2 separate regions of the Mus musculus genome follow, and region 1 is linked to region 2. The links are chromatin contacts, called in public HiCAR-type maps. All regions are on one chromosome and are shown on one strand. Each heading gives the region's core, a stretch centred on a gene start, on an enhancer-like site or on the middle of the called end of the contact. The rest is flanking DNA. Distances are from core to core; before and after follow the strand shown. Region 1 has its middle 7.0 kb from the start of Gm35419. Region 2 has its middle 30 kb from the start of Gm46480.

What was found. HiCAR-type assays count read pairs that join an accessible place to other places.
Region 1: a contact with region 2 is called in a HiCAR-type map of fibro-adipogenic progenitors, with 3 times the contacts expected there. The contact joins two enhancer-like sites. A contact is called at or near these places in 2 of 115 datasets of contacts at active chromatin or transcription factors (fibro-adipogenic progenitors and large pre-B cells).

What each region holds. Positions count from the first base shown.
Region 1 is chr14:62,175,070-62,180,902 of GRCm38.p6, forward strand. No RefSeq gene overlaps it. Among named protein-coding and RNA genes, the nearest start is that of Gm35419, 7.0 kb to the left of the region's middle. Within about 2 kb of position 2,667, at least 17 of the 459 cell types and tissues checked have an H3K27ac peak or open chromatin away from gene starts, as enhancers often do. A contact at or near this core is called in fibro-adipogenic progenitors, where this site is marked.
Region 2 is chr14:61,733,860-61,739,669 of GRCm38.p6, forward strand. No RefSeq gene overlaps it. Among named protein-coding and RNA genes, the nearest start is that of Gm46480, 30 kb to the left of the region's middle. Within about 2 kb of position 3,417, at least 137 of the 459 cell types and tissues checked have an H3K27ac peak or open chromatin away from gene starts, as enhancers often do. A contact at or near this core is called in fibro-adipogenic progenitors, where this site is marked.

The sequences.
Region 1 (5,833 bases), core at 1,417-3,916, 440 kb after region 2:
GGGCTCCTTGGAGGCTCTGCCGTTCCCACCACAGATTCCCAAGAGAGAGAGAAAGGCTACAGCTTCCCCTACAGATTCCCAGCCATCCACCTTCCCCACTGGTAAGCCAAGTATCTCAGACAAAATTAGATAATGGAGCCGACCTTACTGTTCCACTGCCAAACCTCCTTGACTTTCTGATGAAAATATGGAACAGATAACCCTGTGGGTGGATGATTCTCAGTTCAGAAAAGAACACCAAACATATTTTAAGAAGAGGTCATTTGGCCAATAAAAGGGGGGAGTGGATATTCACTGACGATAATTTTGTCTAATTAAACTCCCTTCCCCCCCCCACCCCACCCCCAGGAGGCAGAGGATGAAAAACAAGACTTCTGGACCAGACATTACAGAGACAAGAAAGGCCATTTGTCTCCCGAATCATGTGAAGGGAGACCGTTGGCCTTTGAAGCCACTGAGCAGTAGCAAACTATGAAGCCAGCCGGTCCCTCCCCTTTGAATAGCTTCTCTGAAGGTCTCGTCTGACTTCCTCATGGCAGACTGTCTGATGTGGGGAGTCGGTGGTGTGGTCTGGAGAGCAGTGGCTCTTTCAGAATCACGCTAGCTTCCTGGGAAGCCTTGATGGTGTACTAGCTGGCAGATCTCCACCTTCATACCCAGCTCCACTCAGCAGTGGCTCCCCCCCCCCCAATAATTTGTGGAAACTAACTGAGCAGAGGAGGCAAGTCAAGACGTTTCAGTGAGCTTCTGAGGTGACGAGGGCCTGCAGAGAGTACAGTGCCTGGCCTGTTTCACAGCAGTGAGGTCTGCTCACACCTCAGCAACGACAGACCTCTGTAGACTATGAAGGTGTTAGACTTAGAAAGAAATAGTGACTTTTCATTTTATAGATCGTTTGGAATTGTTTTTAAAATGAGAAAGACGCAGAGGGCTGCATGCTGCCATCCAGTCCAGTTTTAACCTCCTTACCGAGACTACAGAAAGCAGAGCTAGTGAGGTGGCTCAGCAGCCAGGGGCTTTTGCTGTTGCCACTCAAATCCATTTCAGGATAGCAAGGTGAAAATTAGATTTAAAATTAAAAACCTGGAGAAGTCTCCATGGATAAAGGTCCGTGTTACCAAACTCAGTAACCTGAGTTCAGTCCCTAGAACCCTCGTAGTGGAAGGAAAACACTGACTTCCTCAAGTTGTCCTATATGCCACCTCCACGGGGATAAATAATGCAAAGACGTGTCAAAGACTGTGGAGATGGTGGTTTCACAAAGCGTGTCAGATAGGTCAGACAACTTGGTTTCCATGATGTATCTCATGTCACTTGTATAACCATGGATGCAGGAGGCATTTCCATTTCTTATTTGGACTTCCTGGTGTGTTTAATGCTATGTAACACAACCCTATGGCAAGTAGACATATCGGAGGTTTGGATGTGCCACCTCTTAACAGAAGAAAGCGGAACATAGGATGGGAAGAATGTTCAGATGCGATGAGCAGCAGTGCCACCCTACTGGCTAGCTACGTTTCAGTTGAATACTCAGTTCTTCAGTCACACAATCTTCAAGACAAGCATCCGATAACCATCACAATACAGGTTTCTACTGGCATAGGTAGTACTTGGTACTACCAAAAAAGCACTAAAGAGCCTTGAACTCTTCACTTACCTCTTGGCCATTTTGCTGTCCTAACCTGAGAGATGAGGAAGCAAAACCACAGCCTCTCTAAGGCCATCCCACTTCTGAGGTTCTCGTATCACAGACTTCTCTGATCCCTGGGAGTGGCACTGGAAGGCCCTGGGTGGTGAAAGGCAGCCTCAGAGACAGAAGGGCTTGAAGGCAGCCCTGTGCCTTTAGTGCCAGCTGTATGACCCAGGAAGTTGATTCTACAATGTTGTCTGTTTATATCACCCAGTGACCTACTATGCTCTCAAACTCAAAAATGCTACTAATTCTGAACTAAGAATTCAGTAAGGTTCACTGATTTGAGTATTGTAGAGTGTATGCTAGTTTTTGATCAAAGTACTATCACACATTGGCAACTGATGCTGCACAAAACACCCAGGTTCAGATGTATGATTACCATGTTTTATGAACTATGGGACTTTCCCTGAACGTAACAAAGTTTTCTACTCTTACAGAACATAGTGGTTTGCTTACAGAACAGAGAGCCTTTTCATTTTTTCTGTCACCATCCCTCATGTGTAAGTGTATAACTCAGCAACAGAGAAAGCATATGCTCTACAGAGACTCGGGCAAATGTCCCAAAGCACAGAGCTGGGGTCAGCTGGAATACCACTGTAGATTATGCAGGCACCCAGAGGTTTGAAAACTGTGTGCTTCGCAAAATTAAAATCTTGTTGTTCAATGCTGATGGATCACCATTGTTTTTAAAATGCCACGTTTTGTCAGGAGTTTCCAAGACATGAATATAGTGGACAATGGAAATGCAGTTAGTAGTATGCATTGTAAACACAGCAGTGGAACTCATTCGACCTCCCATAGAACCCCATGAGTTGTGCAAGGCTTGAAGAAAGTAGCTTAGACCTGGTGGAAATCTTGACTGCTGGATGATGCTCATCTCTCACTTGGCACTCACTAGTGTGACAGGGCGGGAGGGATCCAACACTGGACACTATTCAGGGCATGTGACATCATCGGGCATCCTACCAGATGTACAGCTGGTGCTTAGTCAACCTCAGTGACCAAAGGACATCTGGAGATGATCAATGGGAAGGACAGGGTGGAATGAGGTTGTTTTCTGATATCAGCTGGAGCAAGACTGAGCCAATACTTTGAAGTACTCACGGTTCTTGGGTGTTAGACGCTACACTCTATGACTATTGGCCACGTTTGCTAAAATTAATAGTCCAGGCTATATAAAAGAATGCCTCCTTTCCAGGTGCCTTGTAATGAGTCTCAGCTTTAATCTTACAGTTTGTATCTGGGCTCTTATCTGCATAACAAGTCACTCTGACCACACCACTCATCAAGTGGATGTTTTAGCCATTGGAAGGAGCTGGGACCCACACTATCCTACTGTATCTAGGAGTAGAATACGGCCTTTCCACTGTATGTGAAAGTGTCCTACTTCAGCCAAAGCATTCCACATTAAGAATTTAATAGTAGATACACTGTTCAATTTCCCATGGTTAAAATACAAAAAGCACTCTCCCGTTTCCTCCACACCATCAGCTATGGCCTCATTCGTTGTTTCACCAGATCTTTTCTACAGTGAACCATGGTTACTCCTGTATGAATTATGATATTGAGTGTAACACAGAGAACATCACAAATCATTTGTCTTTTGCTGCAGTTATTTCACCAGAAAAAAAAAAAAAACAAAGAAAAATTGGCTTTTCTCACCTTATTCCCTAAAATTTACCTTTTTAAATTTTTTTAAAAAAATTTTTTAGCTGCCATTGGAATTCTCTAGGTGGTCTATCCCCACAACAAAGAAGCCAAACAAATATGCAAAACTATCAAAAAAATTCTTCTCTGGATTGCAAATGGTTGCTACACAAGGTCCTCTGTGTAAGAGTTCTTCCCACCAAGCCCTTTGCAAAAGACGGGAACAATAGTGTGTTCTCTCCAAGAAAGGCATTAGTGCCGTCAGATGGCCGAAAGGGAGATCTGCTGACTTGACAAACTGTGACGACTTTTTACAGCTCGTGAAACTGTCTTCTTAAGAGCCGTGTTCCAGGATTTTGAGTTTATTGCACTTACAACCTTAGAAATGTCGTCTTTTGGAGAGATGAGACACCTCAATGAGAAAAGACAAGATTAATAGCAGAGCCTTGCCCAACACTAAGCATGATCGCATTTACGTTGCCAAACAGAGGAGAAAATGGAGATGAAATCTTCTGAAGCCAGGAGCCAGGGAGCTGCACCATCCATCAACATAGATAACCCCCAACCCCACTTCATTTCTTATCGAGGTCTGTGCGTCTGCTCTTTTGTAAACTGATAGTTAATGGGCTCAGTTGGATGAAGGCTTTACTCCTTAATAGACAGCGACTTGGGACACACCACTTATTAATCTCTGCAAACCCTTGGTCCTTCTTCTTATGTGAACCTACTCCCTGGAAACTGGAATAATCAGCCACTAAACAATTCCTGTTAAGTCACACAAAGTCACTCCTTTACTGAGAATTGTCAGGGAGAGGGGGGGTTGGTGATGTGGTTTGATGATGGAGAGAATGTTTGGAAGCCTCCAGTGGGTGACCATGCCATTCAGAGTATAAGTTATAATCCTGATGGTGGCTCCCAGGACAGACACTACAGGGCCTGCTACCGATCCTCCCAGCTGAGCCTTCCCACTCTGAGCTTGAGCTCTCCCGCAGGGGGCACACCATCACTCTTTCAACATCTGTGTGACCTGGACCCCTAACTCTGAGAGCCTTTGCTGGCCTTTCCTTCTCAGGAATCCTATCAACCAAAACTGCAACCTTCTTTCTGAGGTCTTTCCCCCTTCTTTTCTGGCATAGCTCTGTTTGTCTCTTTGCAATGCTTGCCTCCTGCCTTGCTGCCTCTGAAGAAGTATTTATAAAGAGAGTGATGGCTTTTCTCTTCAGTCTTGTATCTCAAACTCCCAGAAGAGTGTCTGACACACGGTGGACACTAAATACGTGTGTTGAGTATTGAATACAACATGGTCAAACACCTATACTGCCTGGAGAATGTACACATCTAGCATCTTACTCCACCCACAGTGCCAAATGCCAGCAAGACCATCAAGAGGCTTGCTGCTACCCAGGGAACACTTGGTATGTATAAACATTTGTTGAGATGGGTTTTGTGTGTTTTTATTTTTCAAAAGGGGAACTTCTCTTTGCAGTAGAATGCTAGCCCATTATGTTGAAGGAATGGAAGGATTCGGGAAGCACCAATTTTCACCCCATAGTGAAATAATTGATTCAAGGCTCTGCTCACCAGTGTGTGGCACAACTGGAAGATGAGCTATGAGCAAAGAATACAGAACTGAGGGAGGCTGACAGATCAGTCCACAGACTTCTTGACTGTCAGTCATATGGGGTGGTGGGAGGGAGAGGGTAGGGAACAGGATGAAGGAAGACAAACATGAAAAGAGAAAGAAAGAGAGAGAGAAAGGAGAGGGAAGGAAGGAGACCCTGTCCCACTGCCCTCACCTGCTGCTCCAGCTTCTTAGAAAAGAGGGCTAAAGAATGGAGATGCTTTCTGAGCATTTGGTTACCTATCCCAGAGCTCGAAAGCTAGGGCCCCAAAGCTTCTTCAGGACACATGGCAGATGGTCCGGAAGGATCACCTGATCGCTGTAGCAGTTGGTGGTCTTTACAGTGACCAGCAGCTTTGTGCTGAGCTTCCCAGAGTCTTCCTTCCCAGGGCCTTCCTTCCCAGAGCCTTCCTCCTCATGGTCCTTCCCATGCCCTTCCTCCCCATGGCCTTCCTCCCCATGGCCTTCCTTCCCATGCCCTTCCTCCCCATGGCCTTCCTTCCCATGCCCTTCCTCCCCATGGCCTTCCTTCCCATGCCCTTCCTCCCCATGGCCTTCCTCCCCATGACCTTCCTTCCCATGGCCTTCCTTCCCAGAGCCTTCCTTCCATGGCCTTCCTTCCCATGGCCTTCCTTACCATGGCCTTCCTTCCCATGGCCTTCCTTCCCATGGCCTTCCTTCCCAGAGCCTTCCTTCCCATGGCCTTCCTTCCCATGGCCTTCCTTCCCATGGCCTTCCTTCCCATGGCCTTCCTTCCCAGAGCCTTCCTTTTGCTTCTTCTTTCAATCAGAGACAATTTAGTTATCACTGTCTGTGAGTAGTGGAGTGAGGAGTGAGCAGTTACATTGAGCCATCTCCTCCAGCCCCCACCA
Region 2 (5,810 bases), core at 2,167-4,666:
AAGCCTAGTATTATCTATAATGAATATAAACTAATAAGAACATAAAAATTAAACCTGCAAAGTGAACTATTAGTGTCTATGAATAGTGTCAAAATATTTGTTAGAATTTAATTTCCACATATTTGTTTGGTTATTGATTGTATGATAGACATGACCATGCTTTCAGAACTTAGCAGAAGGCAAAGCATGAGAAAGTTACAGTACATTATAAAGTAATAATATTTATAATAAATAAATGGGATGTTCTTTTTTTCAAAGAATTATATAAATCTCTAGATCTCCTTTGTCTTGTGTCATAACCCCAGAGTATATGCCACCCACTGCCATCAAGAAGTGGCATGGTGGTCCTCTCATAGTTCTATAAAAGGTGCTACCTCCCATGCCTCGAAGGTGCTGACATTTAAATAAACTCTCAACAGGTCACCGGGTTTCACAAGGACCACTTAGGCAGGGGTTTGTGCTTTTGTGACAGGACACAAGGATCCAGCGAGTTTTTCTTACTATCAGTTCCATCTAACCTGCCTCGTCTCAGAGGAACACTGGATCGGACTCATCTCAATAAAATGCTTTTTTTCTTCCTTTAGTTCCTTGGGTGGTCTGGAACTTACTATGCAGACCAGGCTGGTCTGGAACTCAGAGAATCACTTGCCTCTGTCACACTAGTGCTGGGGTTAAAATTGTTCTGTTTCAGTGTCTCGCGTCAGTCGAGACTACGACTAAGCAAAAGCTGTCAACATCCGTCTGGCCTAGCTGGTAAGATTACACGGCTCTTAGTGAAAGACCCACAACGTGAGGACTCCCCCATGTTCTGACTCAGGAGAGGCGACACCCCAAAATCATCCACAAGAAACGATCTTGCTGCAAACTGCAAGAGGATTTTTTATTCAAGAGCGCTCTCGGGCCCATGGTCATACACCACGCAGGGGTAGAGGACCATGGCGCCCCGAGTAGCTGGATAAGGGGGTATTTAAAGGAAGAAACCACAACTCAAGGAAGTGGGGAGGGCGTTGTGTGTGTGTGTGGGATACCAAAGATACCAGTTAAGAGTCACAAGGAAGTGCAAAGTCACATTATTCAGGTTATCTTTTAAGACAGTTTCTAAGAGCCCCTAACAATAGCACCTTTGCAAAGCGGGTTCCAGCAATGGTCAGGGTGGGTCAGGGTGACTTTCTTTGAATGAATACTCCTTGAACCCAGGAAGTGGGTGGGTGGAGGAATGTCGCTATCTGTTTTATGATTAGCATACCTTGGAGCACTGAGTTTACTACTCTTTCATTAGCACAGGAAAATAGTGTTGGGGTGTGCAGAACATCCTGCGTATGGGACTCCTTCTTGTGGGGTTGGCTTATGAAAGGTGTAGCTCCTACAATCTCTAGTCCAATAGACCAGGAGGCAAAACCTGCTACAATGGTCTTTATTCTGTGATAAACTTTCTCTTTGCTCAGTGGCTAGTCCAAAAGAAAGGTGTCAGATGACTTGAGGTCTGAGATAGCTAGCCTTGTCTAGAAGTTTTATCCACAGCAATATAAACAAAACAAGACATACCTAATACACAATAACAAAACCCTAAAACAAAAGACTGGCTTTCCTTAGATTCTGTGGCCATTCCTGCTGCTGCTGTCCCCTGTGACTTGGAAGCAGATTTCCTATTCCATTGTTCTTCTATTCTCCCTCTTCTTGGTGGCTACCTGTTGCAGTGCGGCTTAACTGCTCTACACCGTGCCCGAGACTCTTTCCCTGAGCCTAACCATCCGGCTTCTCACCATTCAGCTCATTCTCCTTTCTAGCTTACACCAGCCATTTGGGCTGATGAAATCTTTAGCTTTTCCCAGCCAGACTCTGTGCAGCTAGCTAAAATGACCTTGAACCTATCATCCTGCTTCTACTTCCTGAAAGTGGGGATTGCAGGCCCGAGCTAACTTGGCTTGGCTTCTGTGGTGTTGGGGATGGAAGGCAAGGCTTTGTGCGTGCCAGGGAAGCTCTTTACTACCTGAGATCCATCCAATCCTGCTTCTCTGATCCAATTTTAAAACCTGTCACTTCACCACTGCTAACTCTGGAGGCAGCACATTCCTTTTATGGTGATTTAGAAAACTAGATGTAATTGCTTCATAATGATTTTCTTCCTAGACTTCCTGTTCAGCTCAAAATTTTGTTATCCTCAGGTGTTCACAGCAAGTTGCTAAGGAAAACGCAAAATCTGCCACTAACACAAATAGCCTCTCACAGGAATTTTGGAGTTGATTTTGTTTTAGATAATCTGTCATTAATTGTGTCTCCCCCTCACCACTCCCTCCCACTCTCCCCCCCCCCCATTTCAAGGGTAAACAAGAATTCACTGAGAAATCAGGTGATTAAACTCCAGGTGGGCACTCCTCACAGCTGGGGTGAGTAGCTATTATAATAAGTCACAGAGCTTCAAATGAAAAGCCCTTAAAAACTCTTTAAATAATAAAGCATTTAAGAGTTTGTTGGAATTAAGAAAAAAAAATACATGAAAATACTTCATCAGAAGGAATGAAAAGTTGTTGCCCTCACTGCCTTTCAACATACAGTCAACGATGAGCCCACCACGCTCCAACAGAGAGTACGCTCCAACAGAGAGTACCAAACTCTCGGTCACACAGACAACCGTGCTTTAAAAATCCCTGAACGAAACAAAGGGGCCTGGACATAGGAAAGTGACTTGTTGCAGAGCTGCAGAGCCGGGTGGGGACTGTACAGGAAGGAAGGCGGTAAGGGGGAGGGAGGGTTGAGAGTCATCAAAATGTGTTGTATGTGGGTATGGAACTGTTGAAAAGCAAATTTAGCCAATAAAAAACAAGAGTACACACAAAAATAAAAAGTATTTTCATCATCATGAGAAAAAGTGCAAAGAATTAATTATCCTTGTAAAATTGGAAAATGTTTCATTCGCTAACAATAAAAAATGGCTTTTGCTGGCATTGTTTTTGTTTTAGGAGTAAAAAAAATAATGTAATCCTTATAGAGTCTTACAGGCAAGTAAACTTGTGAGACTTAATTGGACACGAAGTAAATGTGAAAGCTAAATGTGGTTTGGACAGTGCTACACACGCACAACTCTCCTGGTGTAATTTGCATGAAAAGGAAATCAAAGAGCGAGAACTCTCAGGCTGATCGGCTGTGAAGGACTTAATTCAAAACAGTTTTCTGCTTGAAAAAAAGTGATTTATTTTAAATGTACTTTTGAAAAACAAAAGCCTTACTGGTAACCACCATTTTAGGTGTATTATCTCAATGTGGGATTTCAGTAAAAGGTCAAATCTTATAGAAGTATTTTTGGTCTGACTCAGTCCTGATCACAGATAAATTTTATCAAGAAAATGAAACGAGTTGAGCATTTTAAAACCCGGAGAGAGAGCTTGTTTAAAGAGGCAGCACTTCCCCCTCCCTGCCCCCGCCACAATAAAGACTCTAAGGAGAGAACTTTGGTTGAGAAAAATCTAAAATGAACACATTTAGATGCTCCTGTGCAAGTTTTCTGCACACAGGTTAGAATGGTAGTCGGGCTGCTTTGGAGCAAACAAGGCACAGTTGCTGTTTTGTTTTGTTTCAGTTCAATAGGCAAATTGAACTTCCTGCTTTATAACTGCCCTTGATTAAAGTGCTCTATTTTATCCCAGAAGTGCAAGTGGGGAGCTTTAACTTCAGTTTAAACCTTGTTTAACAGTCCCCAGCCCACTTCCCGAGGAACTCCCTGTGGACCATTCTCATTTTTTTTTTTCCAGGATCTAGTATGACTTCTGTATTTGTCATTGGCTAGGGAGCATTCCCAAGCCTGGCCTTGCTGGCAGCTCCCTGGGCTGATGTCCTGACTCACTGTGGGAGAAGACTCTGTCATCCTTGCCAAAAAGGAAGCCCTGACCTGACCAGCCCCTTACTCATTAACCTCAGCTAGTCCAGAGGTTGGAATGAGGGAGCGAAGGAAGCTACCGTAGATCTGTGGATTAAACTGTGCACCAAGGAAAGAGCAAGCAAGCCTCAAGTCCTTGAAAAGGCCCGCTTGCAGGGAGTTGGCGGTGGGGTCGGGGTGGGGTAGTGCAAAGCAGCCTAACTCAGAAGCTCACCAGCCTACAGTAGGGTCAAGCCTTGGTTCACACAGGAACTTCAAGTTCAGGCTATGGTGGCTTGGTGTTGCTGCTTGTTATTGCCCCACTGATTGGGAGCTGCTGTGGCAGATACGGCCTCACTTCCAGATAGAGGCTAGACTTCATATGGCTAGGCTAGGAAAGGACTCAGATTTAACAATCAAAATATTGAATGCACGCCACATTCTCCCCAATCTACTGTTGAAAAATCGCAAGCCAAACCACTGTTTAATGTGTCCAGCAGTGAGAGCCTGTGTGGGTCAAGCTTCCTGGTCTCCAACTCATTTCCTATTCCTATAGAAGCTGTACAGTCCGCTGGAGGTGCAGAGGTAGTACAACCTCCAGGCTTGAGACCTGTTTGTACGCTCAGCAAGAATCTGCCTGAGAGAAGAGAGTTGACTCCAGGCAATTTTCATTTTTCTACCTTCCCTCTGACAAAACCCCATCTTGACTCCTGCGCCTTTAACAGCTCTTTGCTGTGTAAACTCTGGTGAGCACTACTGACCTGAACAGGGCTAGATTCTGCTGCTAGCTTGTGTCTGCTTTTCCTTACAGAGAACACTCAGATTTGGTTCATATATTGGCAGCAACATGTCCAGCCTGGACAGTGACAGTATTCTAGGCCAACTGGGATCTGTCACCGAAGATAAGGATAGTGAGTTTGAAGCTAGGTATGGGTGGTGCTTTGAATATGCTTGGCCCGGGGAGTGGCACTATTTGGAGGTGTGGCCTTGTTGGAGTGGGTGTGGCCTTGTTGGGAGAATTGTGTCACTGTGAGTGTGGACTTTTATTTTTTCTTTTTTTGGTTTTTTGAGACAGGGTTTCTCTGTGTAGCCCTGGCTGTCCTGACAGGGTTTCTCTGTGTAGCCCTGGCTGTCCTGGAACTCACTCTGTAGAACAGGCTGGCCTTGAAATCAGAAATCCGCCTACCTCTGCCTCTCAAGTGCTGGGATTAAAGGCGTGTGCCACCACTGCCCGGTGAGTGTGGACTTTAAGACCCTTGTCTTAGCTGCCTGGAAGCCTGTTTGACTGTGGAACAAGATGTAGCACTCTCAGCTCCTCTAGCCCCACATTTGCTTGGATGCTGCCATGCTCCAGCCTTGATGATAATGGACTGAACTTCTGAAACTGTAGGCCAGCCCCAATTAAATGTTGTCCTTTTAAGAGTTGCCTTGGTCATGGTATCTGTTCACAACAGTACATCCCTAACTAAGACAGCATGACTGAGAAACCCAGTTCTGATCAGTGAGACCTGAGCAGAAGTCTGCTGGGAAGAAGGGGGTGGGGAGGAACAGGAGAAGGCAGATTTGCAAGAAAGCTTTTGTGCTCCTGATGGCAGATGAAAGGGTGCCCAAAACACTGTGCTCTTGACCCTTCATCTTTGCTTGATTACAAATGTAACCTAGAGCTGGGTCAGCCGCTTGTGACCATGAAGTTATAAGCCCAATTGCTTACTCTGTGAAGGTAATAACCCTTTACCTGCATGAGCCACCACCAGTGGAGGATTCTATCATTTGACTCAAGATTCTTAATGGATGTGTGTGAAGAAAATGCTTTTAAAGTTTTTTTTTTTAACCTATTTTATATTTATCCTGAATCTTTAAGGTAGGAAGTGGTGGTAAAGATTATAGTCTGCATGGGTTAAACACATTGGTGATTAACTCTGAGTCACCAAGAACACATCAGTGTAGCATTAAGGAA